Linked DNA regions of Capra hircus: region 1 is linked to region 2. The links are chromatin contacts, called in public Hi-C maps. All regions are on one chromosome and are shown on one strand. Each heading gives the region's core, a stretch centred on a gene start, on an enhancer-like site or on the middle of the called end of the contact. The rest is flanking DNA. Distances are from core to core; before and after follow the strand shown. Region 1 overlaps ITPR1 (inositol 1,4,5-trisphosphate receptor type 1). Region 2 has its middle 49 kb from the start of ARL8B.

Region 1 (5,176 bases), core at 255-2,754, 340 kb after region 2:
GATAAGTGTATCTCTTTTACTGTCCTCCTCACCTTATCAAGGGCAAGACCTACCTGGGTGTCTACAAAGTGCAGACTGGTCATCTCATTACTTCCCATTTGTACCAGTGCTTTTATATTATTTAAACTCTATTCTGGCATATTTCCACCACTAAATTCCTCCTGAGTTCTAAACACTTATTTTCTAAATAACATTTATTCAAGATTGAATTTGTACACTTTACAAGTTTAGATTGATGTTTAAAAGCATTGTGGTTTGGGGCCAGTGGAGGAATGTAAACTGAAAAAAGGACTGTGTACCTGTTTTATCTGCTTTTATCCAAAGATCCTCACATGTTGAATTGCTCTAATATTAAGGACGGACACTGCTTAGGTTAGAAAGCAAGATTCCGACAGTGTTTTAGACTTGCAAGAATCTAGTTGTCACCATCTCTTTTGACAGGGGAGGCTGTGATTTAATTATCAAGCATTCTTCACAGAGATGAATAACAGTTATTTACTGTGTATTTGATAAGTCAATGATATCAGCATATTTACCTACTTGGAAAATGCTGATAAAAGTGGCTTCAAGATAGTAAATGAATATTATTGCCTTCAAAGTAGACTGGTAAGACTTAAATTCAGGCCCTGTTTTTCGCTGGGGGCAGAAAGGAAGAGCAATGGGGCTGTTTTTATCCCACCTGGACCAAAATCAGGGGTGTGCGGGCTGTTTTCTGTACATCATGGCTCACTGCATGTGCTGAGAAGTCTCAGCTCCCAGGCATGGTCCATTTCCCAATCTCAGTTAGAAAAGGTGACATGTCTGTCCGTCTTCATTCCAGTTAGAACTGGAGGCAGTTTCTTCATACACTGGGAGGATTGTGTAACGTTTCACCAGAAAGAAGCAAGTAAACCCACAGCTATGCTCAGCTGGAACCCAAAACTCAGGAACACACACACCTTGGTACACAAGAGGCATTTGCATTCTCACTGGGAATTTAACAGACGGAAAATCTTGTTGTCCCTATTTTTCCGAATATAGATTGTATGGCAAGCAGCCTAAAAGAGACACCTAAGTGTGAATAGGTGTTTTTTTTTTTTTTTAAGTTATCCCTCCAGTCAATATGCCTGAACTAAGGTGGATTTCTAAGCGCCCCCACTCTGCTGCTATCTGATAGCAACGCCTGGTTTTCACATGAAAATAGAAGGCAGTACCTTTTCTCCATAGCCTCTGTCTTTGGTCATCATTTCTCTGAGGGTCTGAAGGACCTTAATGCAGAGTTTCTCCTCATTCTCCTCCAGCAGCTGTTTAGTGTGTTTGATTAACCTGAATGGAGGGGAAAACCACGAATTACATCCCTGAAACAACCTTTACATAAAAAAAAAAAAAAAAAAAGAAAAGAAACTTATTGTAACTAGTCTGTTAGTGAACTAATGTTTACCAAAGGCTCCCAGGCTTAAACAGACTTCCGGGCAGTCCCTTCATTAACAGCCGGTCGGTGTCTCAATAGCGACACCTGCTGGTCAGCAGCAGCAAACAGGTCCGAAGGGAGACAGAGGCCCACTCAAAACTGCTGTTTATGGAGTGCAGTTATTTATCCACTGAGGATTGTCAGTAAATGTGGCCAAAATATGTCAGCAGTGTTAAAAAAAAAAAAAAAAAGAACCTCAAGAGTATGATGGCTGGGATAAACACATCCCAACCATCGCTTTGTTTATCCAGTCTTATCCTTTGACGGGCCCAGAAAATAAAGCAGCAGCAGAATTCATGCTCAAGCTAAGCAACCAACCAACCTTAGGGTGAAAATCAGACAGCGATCTCGGGTCATGGGACCAGTTGCTTCTAGATGACGCCCCACAGCATAAAACGAGAAGCTACAAAGCTGCTGGGAAAAGACTGTGAGGCCCTGGTAGGTTTGAGCTTTCTGAGCATTCCAGGGCCGTGGCTTTTGGAGTCTGTATGTCAGTCCATGGTGGGCATCCTGCCTGCATGTGGTGAGTGGAAGATGAATGACCAGGCGTGTGGTTCTCAAAGAAGAAGTTGTCACCCAACAACAGTGTTGCTAAGTAGGACTGCACCTACACACTTCCTTTAGAACAGTCAGAACAGACCCCCCGTGCTAGACCTTGCTGTTTTCATCAAACACCAGGCCAGCCCCGCCTTCCCCGGGAGCCAGCACTGCGTCTGGTCATTGGGGTTTTGCCCCAGCGAGCACCGTGGCCAGAGGGGCTGCTTACTTGCAGATGAAGCCCCCGCTTTCACACTTCCTCCTGGCATCCGTGTTCTCTGGGAACAGCAGCTCGGGCCGGTGGAGGACATCCACCAGCACAGATAACTCGGCCTGCACCAGGGGCCGGAGACGGTCCTCCAGGGCCGAGACGATGTCCTGGAACGGAAGCACAGCCCAGGTGAGCAGCTTGGGCCGAGGCGACCGCGGAGGGTGGGAACATTCATTTCTGACCTGAGGCATGACCACAGACTAGGCTGGGTTACAGTAACCTCAGCACCGTCTGGTATGTGCCTCAAGTTACTAGACATTGCCCAACGGTTACCTGAAGCATTAGACCCTGATGCGGAAAACAGAGAAATAACAAAGACGTAACATCCTTCCCACCCGCTCTGTGAGATGATCCTTATGCTACCCAAGGCATCATTCCGTATGTTTAAAAATAGGATGCAAAAAGTACATTCGACAACATGGAAAGGTGTCTACATTACAAGTGTAAAAAAAACGGCCAAACAATAGTATGGACTCTACGATCCACTTTTTTATCAGCAACATTAATGTCTAAAGGATATGCAGCCAACATTAAAACATCATTAGTGGTTTTCTCTGAGAGGTGGGATTACGGGTGATTCCAGTTTTCTTCTATTTAGTGGTACTTGTGAGTATTGTCAAATTATTTCCAATGAGCATGAATTATTCATATAATAAAATATCATATAAAAATGAGAACACAAAGGAATGAACATGCTGTATCAACATGCTAAATACATGTACCCTGATAGCATGATGGTCTTCAAATGCAAAACACATAGCTGTAGGAAAGGAAAACAGAGAGAAGTTGAAAGAGCAGCAAAACCAACACAACAAACACCATATAAAGGCAAATGGCAGGAAACAGATGAGAGATCATCTCCAAAAGATGCTCAAGTCTGCCGTCTGGCTGGCTAACTGAGAACCAAGCTACCGGCAAGCTGGCTAAGAAGGGCAGAACACGACACGCTGGGGAAGATCAGGTAATTCACCAGGAAGCTTTGCATGGACAAAGCCCACTGTAATTGCACTCATCTCAATTAGGGACCCAAATTTCATAGGCCTCAAATTCACAAAGAATTGAGTGATCTTTTATCTAGGAACCAAAGCTTATGAATACAATTCTACTTCATCTTACATTTAACAAAATTTGTCATCACTCAATCTTATTTAGGATGCATTCAAAGAATGCATGACTAAACCAAACTGCTTTGGGCGGGGGGGCGTTGGGGGGGGGCGATATTCCCAACAATATTATGAGTACCCTGCAACATCCCTTAGTTTGGATTGACTTTCACACCACAGTCAGAAAGAGGGTTGCTTTGGCAAAATTCTCTGAGAATTTTGTCAGTTTCCCTAACAGTTCTCTCTGGGAAGGCACCCAATTTCCTCTTCTTCAACAGTGACTGGCCCTCACTCTGGCAATTCGTTATCTGTCTCCAGCTTTTGTACAAGATTGAAACAGTTCTTCGGCATCGTGTTCACGAAATCTTGCATCTTTTGCCAGGTTGGAACTTCACATTGCAATTGATTTGCATTGTATTGTCAAATGTAGAACATTCGGCAATCGGGGAGAGACCAACAGACAAGGATGGCGAAGCAATGGGCAGGGGGAGATGCCAGTGTTAAGTGAGGGGGATGTCTGAATGGGGGTTAATTATATAAGCACTTCATTTGCAAGTTAATGTTCTCACATTATGACAACTTTTGCCGTTCTGAGCAATCTCGTAACTGCAGGGACTCAGACAGACAATAACTCATTAGATAAATGAGGATCACTTTGGCTACTGGCCAAGTCTTTAAAACAAGCACTGCCTAAACTTATGTATTTTATTCTGTTACCCAAGAATATGCATAATGATCTAAGGAGAGCACTGGTGTGTTTCTAAGCCACAGATAATTCAGTCTGAGCAGGAGAAAATGCTGTGTGTTCATCCAGTTACGAGTCTACAATGACCTTCCTCCTTCTAAACCATAGTGGAGATCAGGAAACACCTCATGGGGAATCAGGCTACCTTTGTTTAAGAAGTAGCGCTGTCATGACAAGGCTCAAATTCCTTCCTTGACCGGCAAGAGCCCCGCCCATCCACCCAGCTCCGTGGGCTCCAGCCAAGCCAACCTTCCTGAGGTCTCTGCACCGTATTCTCCCCTGTGCAATGGCCTCCTCACAAGCTCTTCCCTTCCCTTCCATTCTCTAAGTCAATCCCCCCATCCCCTGGTCTTGGTTCCAGTGTTCCTTCCCCAGCAGGGCCTTTGTTGACCACCACCCCCAGCTCCAGGCAAGGTGGGCTTTCTCATCAGTATTTTTCACAGCACTGCTCACTCCTCCGCAGTGTCTGTCTCTCTTACCATTTTACTTTTATCTGTGTGATCTGCTCATTGTTTCTCTGCCTTCCAACACTGGAGACTCTATGAAGGTCAGGATGATTTCTGGCTTTGGCTGCTGTATCCCCTGTGCCTAGGGTGGGGCTGATGAACGCATCAATGAACTCTCTTTTCTTTAGGTGACTTGTGTCACCCTTAGAGATCCATTTACTTCCCTTGTTACTGATAATTACTATGGTCATAAGGATAATGACCATAATAATATTGACAAGAAGAGCAGGTCACCGATCAAGCGACCTGGCTCACTACCAGCCAGGTTCTGCTATTTGCGCTCTAAGCGTATTGCATTTTCCACTGCCGTACACACACTGCAGTATAACCGATTTTGCAAGCTCTTCTTCATCAAACAGTGGTCTATGTCCTCCCCCCTCGAACCTAAGTAGACATACATCGCTATCTTGACCCAAAGAATATGACAGAAAGGATGCCATGTGATTTCTGAAGCCAGGTCACTAGAGCAATATAGCTTTTACTTAACTATCTCTCCAGACTTATCTTGGGACCTGGCTGCCATGCTATGAGGAAGTCCATCCTCTAGGGGGAGGCTCCTGTAGA
Region 2 (5,256 bases), core at 668-3,167:
AATATCAGTTTACAAACTGAGGTCCTTATGTGAAGGAAACAACAAAAAGTTCGGAAGTGGTAAGGGACTGGTTCCTTAAAGAAACAACTTTTAGGCGATAACGGGATAAGGAGTCATTCTATGAAAGCATGTAGAGGAGGGAATGCCTCATGCTCTAGGCAGAGGCCATGGCATGTGAGATGTCTTAGCCAAGGAGAAGAGGCAGGAAGTCAGCCTCCCCAGAAAGCGAAGGTAAAGACCACGGTGTGGAACAGTCTGGAGAGGTAGATGGGAGTCATCTGTTAGACCCGATGCTTGCAAAGCACCATCTCATTGGCTGCTGGCCCACCTACAAAAGACTACCTTTGGGTCTGACACCTCGTCCAAGCACCTGGATCCAAGGTGCAAAGTCATGAGGTGGCCTACACATAAAGGACCTCTGGGAAGGGACTGGGAGTACTGCAAGCACTTCTGGAGGAGCCATGATCTCCTCTAAATACAAATTCTGGGGACTTCCCTGGTGGGCCAGTGGTTAAGAATCCTCGCTACTACTTCAGGGGGCATAGGGTCAATTCCTGGTAGAGAAACTAAGATCCCATATGCCACAAGGCCAAAAATATAAATAAATAAATATAATATTTTTTCCCTTTTCTTTGCAGGAAAGCTATGACAAACATAGACAGTGTGTTAAAAAGTAAAGACATCATTTTGTCGGCAAAAGTCCATATAGTCTTTCCAGTAGTCATGTACAGTTGTGAGAGCTGGACCATAAGGAAGAAAGCCTTGAATATCTGCACTTGCTGGTCATCTATGCTTGATTTTCAATAGGAACACTGTCACAGATGGGACTCCCAAGAGGCAGATTCTGGGATGGAGACTGGTAGCCGCATGACTATTAGGTCTTGGAGACAAGACTTGTGAAAGGGAAGGGACAGAAGCAGGGTTGGACAGAGGGAAAAGCTGACCCATGAAGTGGGCTTAGAGGTCTCAGTTAATCTCATGGGCAGCTCTGAAGCTGTGCTGGCCCTCCAGAATTGTCTTGATTTGCATCAAGAGGGTCAGCTTTAAACCCTCACACTTCCTAGTCACTGGATGTGCATTGCCTCCCCGTGACCTTGAAAGGAAGTGAGACCAGGCAAGGCAGTTTTCTTCAATTAATATGATCCCCAAAGCGGGATGACAACAGATGGCTGTCTTTCAGCATCATTCCCATCTCCTGGAGCATGAGGAGGATCTGAGTAGTGCATCCCAGGACACTCAACCCTCAACAAGAATCACAGTGGTGTTTGTGAGAACAGCAGTGGCTGGACTGAGTTCCAGTGCTGGCTTTTTATAAACAAAGCACACATAAAAACTTGCAGTTGATGAGCTGGGTGCACACTTCCTGTCAACACATGTAAAAACTTGTAGTTGATGAACTGGGCGCACACTTCCTGTCCCCTCAACCTTATCTCATAGCTGTTCTCCCTCACCCACCTAACTCCTTAACACAGGTCTGATTAAGGAATGATCTCATCTGTGTGCTCAACTAGAAGATTTGTTTCGTGAGCATAGAAACTGTGTTGTTCATCTTTGTATATTCAGAGCCTAGAACACAGTAGGCCTAAAAATATTTGCTGGAAACAGTGAATGCTTAAGGACCAGGGAGAAAGCATACCCTGGTTTGCCGAGGCTGTTGTAACTACCTACCACAAACAGGGTGGCTTAAACTAGGGAAATATATTTTCTCACAGTTCTAAAGGCTACAAGTCTGTCAGCAGGGTTGGTTTCTCCTAAAACATCTCTTCTCGGTTTGCAGATGGCTGTCTTCTCCCTCTGTCTTCACGTGGTCTTTCCTCAGTACACGCATGTGTCCAAATTTCTTCATCTTAAAAGGACACCAGTCTTACTGGATGAAGGCCCACCCTAATGACCTCATTTTACCTTCATCACCTCTTTAAAGAGCCTGTCTCCAAATAGAGTCACATTCTGAACTGCTGGGGGTTAGGACTTCAGCAATTTTGACAAATTTGGGGGGAAATGATGCAACCCATAGCAAACATAATAGCCCATAACAATGTGGAAACACAGAAAGGCTACACTGTGAGTTTCTTCTCCGAAGCATCACTGTATCACCCTAAAGAAGAGGTAACCTAAAACCAACCAGCATGCTTTTAGTCTCTACCACATACCAGGCATTATGCTGATGCTTCACATATTTCTCTTTGTCTGTTGAGGCAAGTGGCATTATGCCCATTTTACTGACAAGAAGACAGAGGCTCTGAGACCTTAATGAGTTCCTCAAGGTCACCCAGTGACCAAGGGGAGAAGCTAGTAGTTGAACCCAGATCTCCCGACTCTAAGCCCACTCAGGTAACCATTTCTAGAAAGTGTCACTTGTTTATCTTCACAGCTTCCTCACCCCATGATTTAAAATGCGAACATCCCGCCTCGACAGAGCCATAATTAGTTTAATTACATGGTATTCCGTGAAGTTCTCTCTAAGTCACCTGTAGCCCTCTCCAAGGAGAAGGGAACCATCTGGGGAAATAACAGAAACCCAGATGTTGCTCACATCCAGGGTAAAGAAGCCTGAACAAACACTTATTTTTGCTCTCAGCACTGTTACGTCCAATGCCATAGTCCCCTCCCTGAAACTTAAAATCAGAATCAGAACTTACTTCATTCTCTGTTTCATTAGCTTGGCGTAAGTCCAGCTTAAGGTTAACCAGTTGAAGACTCTCAGAAAACTGCAACCAATTACCCTGAAAAATATGCTAAGCCTGAGCAGATTTATTCAACGTTGCTTAGTGGGTGGCTTCACAGGATGGAGGCCAAGATTTATCATCTGCTTGGCTTTGCCTCTGATTATTCATTGACTGGGATGACTCTTTTACCATAAGCTGATATAGTCTCCCATCTCAGAGAGAGGGTGAAAAAAATACAAAACACCACATTGACTGATTCATTCCAAACAGATTTTTTTAAGAGAGACAGACCTGTGGTGCTAATGAATATTCCCTGTTTTTCCTTTCGAATTCACAGCAGGAGATTAATGAAAAATTTAGCAATGGGTGTGCAGGTGGAATGTTCCACAGATTCCAGTGGGTGTATATCCAAACACACATTATAACTGCCTGTTATAAGCCATGCATCTTACTAGAAGTTCTCTCAAATAATTTCCTTTAACTTGCATAAGATCCCATGGATATGTGTTATCATCCCCCTTGCACAGGTAAAGAAATTAAGCCTTTAAAATTGTTATTCAAGAGACTTCTCTGGTGATCAGCTGGTTAACACTCTGTGTCCAATGCAGGGGTCATCAGTTTGATCCCTGGTCAGGGAACTAAGATCCCACATCCCTTGTGGTATAGCCAAAATAATCCAAACAAAGAACTCTGCTATTCAATGCAGCAGTCACTAACTACAGGTGGATATTTAAACTTATAAGAACTATAGTATGATATCCCTTATATGTGGAATCTTAAAAAAATGATACAAATCAACTTACTTACAAAACAGAAAGAGACTCACAGACATAAAATGAACTTGTGGTTTCTGGGGGTAAGGGATAGTTGGGGAGTCTGGGAAGGTCATGTACACACTGGTGTATTTAAAATGGATAACCAACAGGACCTATTGTATAGCATATGGAACTCTGCTCAGTGTTATGTGCCAGCCTGGATGGGAAGGGGGTTTGGAGGAGAATGGATACATATATATGGATGGCTGAGTCCATTCTCTGTTCACCTGAAACTACCACAACATTGTTAATTGGCTATGCCCCAATAAGAAATTGGTAAAGAATCTGCCTACGATGCGGAAGAACAGGGTTTGATCCCTGGGTCGGGAGGATCCTCTGGAGAAGGGAATGGCAGTCCAGTCCAGTATTCTTGCCTGGAGAATCCCATGAGCATAGAAGTCTGGCAGACTACAGTCCACGGGATCGCAAAGAGTTGGACATGACTGAACAACTAACACACAATACAAAATTAAAAGTTTCTAAAGTTTGAAAAAAATAAAGTCATTAGAATTTTAAAAGTCAGATTCTCAGTTCCACCAGCCACATTTCAAGGGCTCGATTGTCAGGGGTGGCTAGTGGCACCACACTGAACAGAAGAGACAGAACATTTCCAGCAACACAGGAAGTTTTGTTGGACGTGATACTCTAGACTCTAGGGGCAAGAGCCTTGCCATCTGCTTAAGCAATGGTGAGATTCCAAACCAGCTCTCTCTGCTCCAAACCCACTAGGCCACCACACCCGTGGCATCTGTGGTCTCCTGCTTAGCTATGGAGGGCAGCAACCTTGACCTGATTTCTTTCGTACTCTCCTGCCAGCTTACACTAGAAACAACTTATTCTGGCCTGAAGGGTGTGTTGGAAAATGCCCAGAAATGACCAGCAGGTGGTGTACACGTCCCATGTGTCATAGGAGTGCGCCATCCTCAGAGGCATTTGCATTAGCCAAACGCTTGTTCTGTGGCAAGACATGGGCTATAGATGAGATTGGAATTGTTCTCTCTCTTCCCCTTGATTTAATTTATTTTTCTTATTACTCAGAAACTTTGTGATAAAGACGTTTAGAAAGTGGAAAATACAGCCACCTTCCAATGTCAGCTCCCTTGGCTTTAAATAATATCTAAATGTGGATACCCACCATCCCTGAATCTCTTAATGTGTTTATCCAACTGCCTACTTGGCACCTCAAGTGGGTGTCAAAAATGCATTTTGAAATGAAATTTGACCAAAAAGGAACTCTCACTTCCCTGACCCCTCTGTGTCCCAAACTTGCTCTTCTCTCATCTTCCCTATTTCTAGAAATAGTACCGCCATGCCCAAAGTTGCTCAAAGCTGTCCAAATCTTAGCCAGTGTGCAAAAGAGCACACACACACACACACACACACACACACACACGCACACTACATCATCTCATAAGCAAACCCTGGTGGTTCCACCTTAGGAGATCTTGAATCCATTTACTTCTCTCTGTGTTCACATCTCCCTCCACCAAGCTGTCATTCTCTCTTGCCCAAATAACTACATGGCTCCTAACTGGTCCTCATGCTTTGACCATTGTCCTTCTCCAAAGACATCATTCATTCAACAAAAATATGACTTAAAACCACATCGGAGCATGTCACCCCCTTTAGAATAAAATCCAAGCTCTTATCAGGAAGTTTAAGACCTTTCAAGGGCAGGCTCCTGCCTCCCAGGGCTTTTTTGGTTGGTCACTAGTCTCTCACACTTCCTGTGGCTCCTCAAGCACACCAAAGCTCTCTTTGACCTCAGGCCATTG

Evidence for each region. A called contact is a pair of places that touch in the nucleus more often than the background predicts.
Region 1: a contact with region 2 is called in a Hi-C map of blood, with 9 times the contacts expected there. The contact joins two enhancer-like sites. A contact is called at or near these places in 2 of 5 Hi-C or Micro-C datasets (both in blood).

What each region holds. Positions count from the first base shown.
Region 1 is chr22:21,498,722-21,503,897 of ARS1.2, forward strand. ITPR1 (inositol 1,4,5-trisphosphate receptor type 1) reads right to left here. Exons shown (of 61, transcript XM_018066872.1): 37 at 2,217-2,365; 38 at 1,194-1,305. Among named protein-coding and RNA genes, the nearest start is that of ITPR1, 220 kb to the right of the region's middle. Within about 2 kb of position 1,505, at least 2 of the 5 cell types and tissues checked have an H3K27ac peak or open chromatin away from gene starts, as enhancers often do.
Region 2 is chr22:21,162,999-21,168,254 of ARS1.2, forward strand. No RefSeq gene overlaps it. Among named protein-coding and RNA genes, the nearest start is that of ARL8B, 49 kb to the left of the region's middle. Within about 2 kb of position 1,918, at least 1 of the 5 cell types and tissues checked has an H3K27ac peak or open chromatin away from gene starts, as enhancers often do.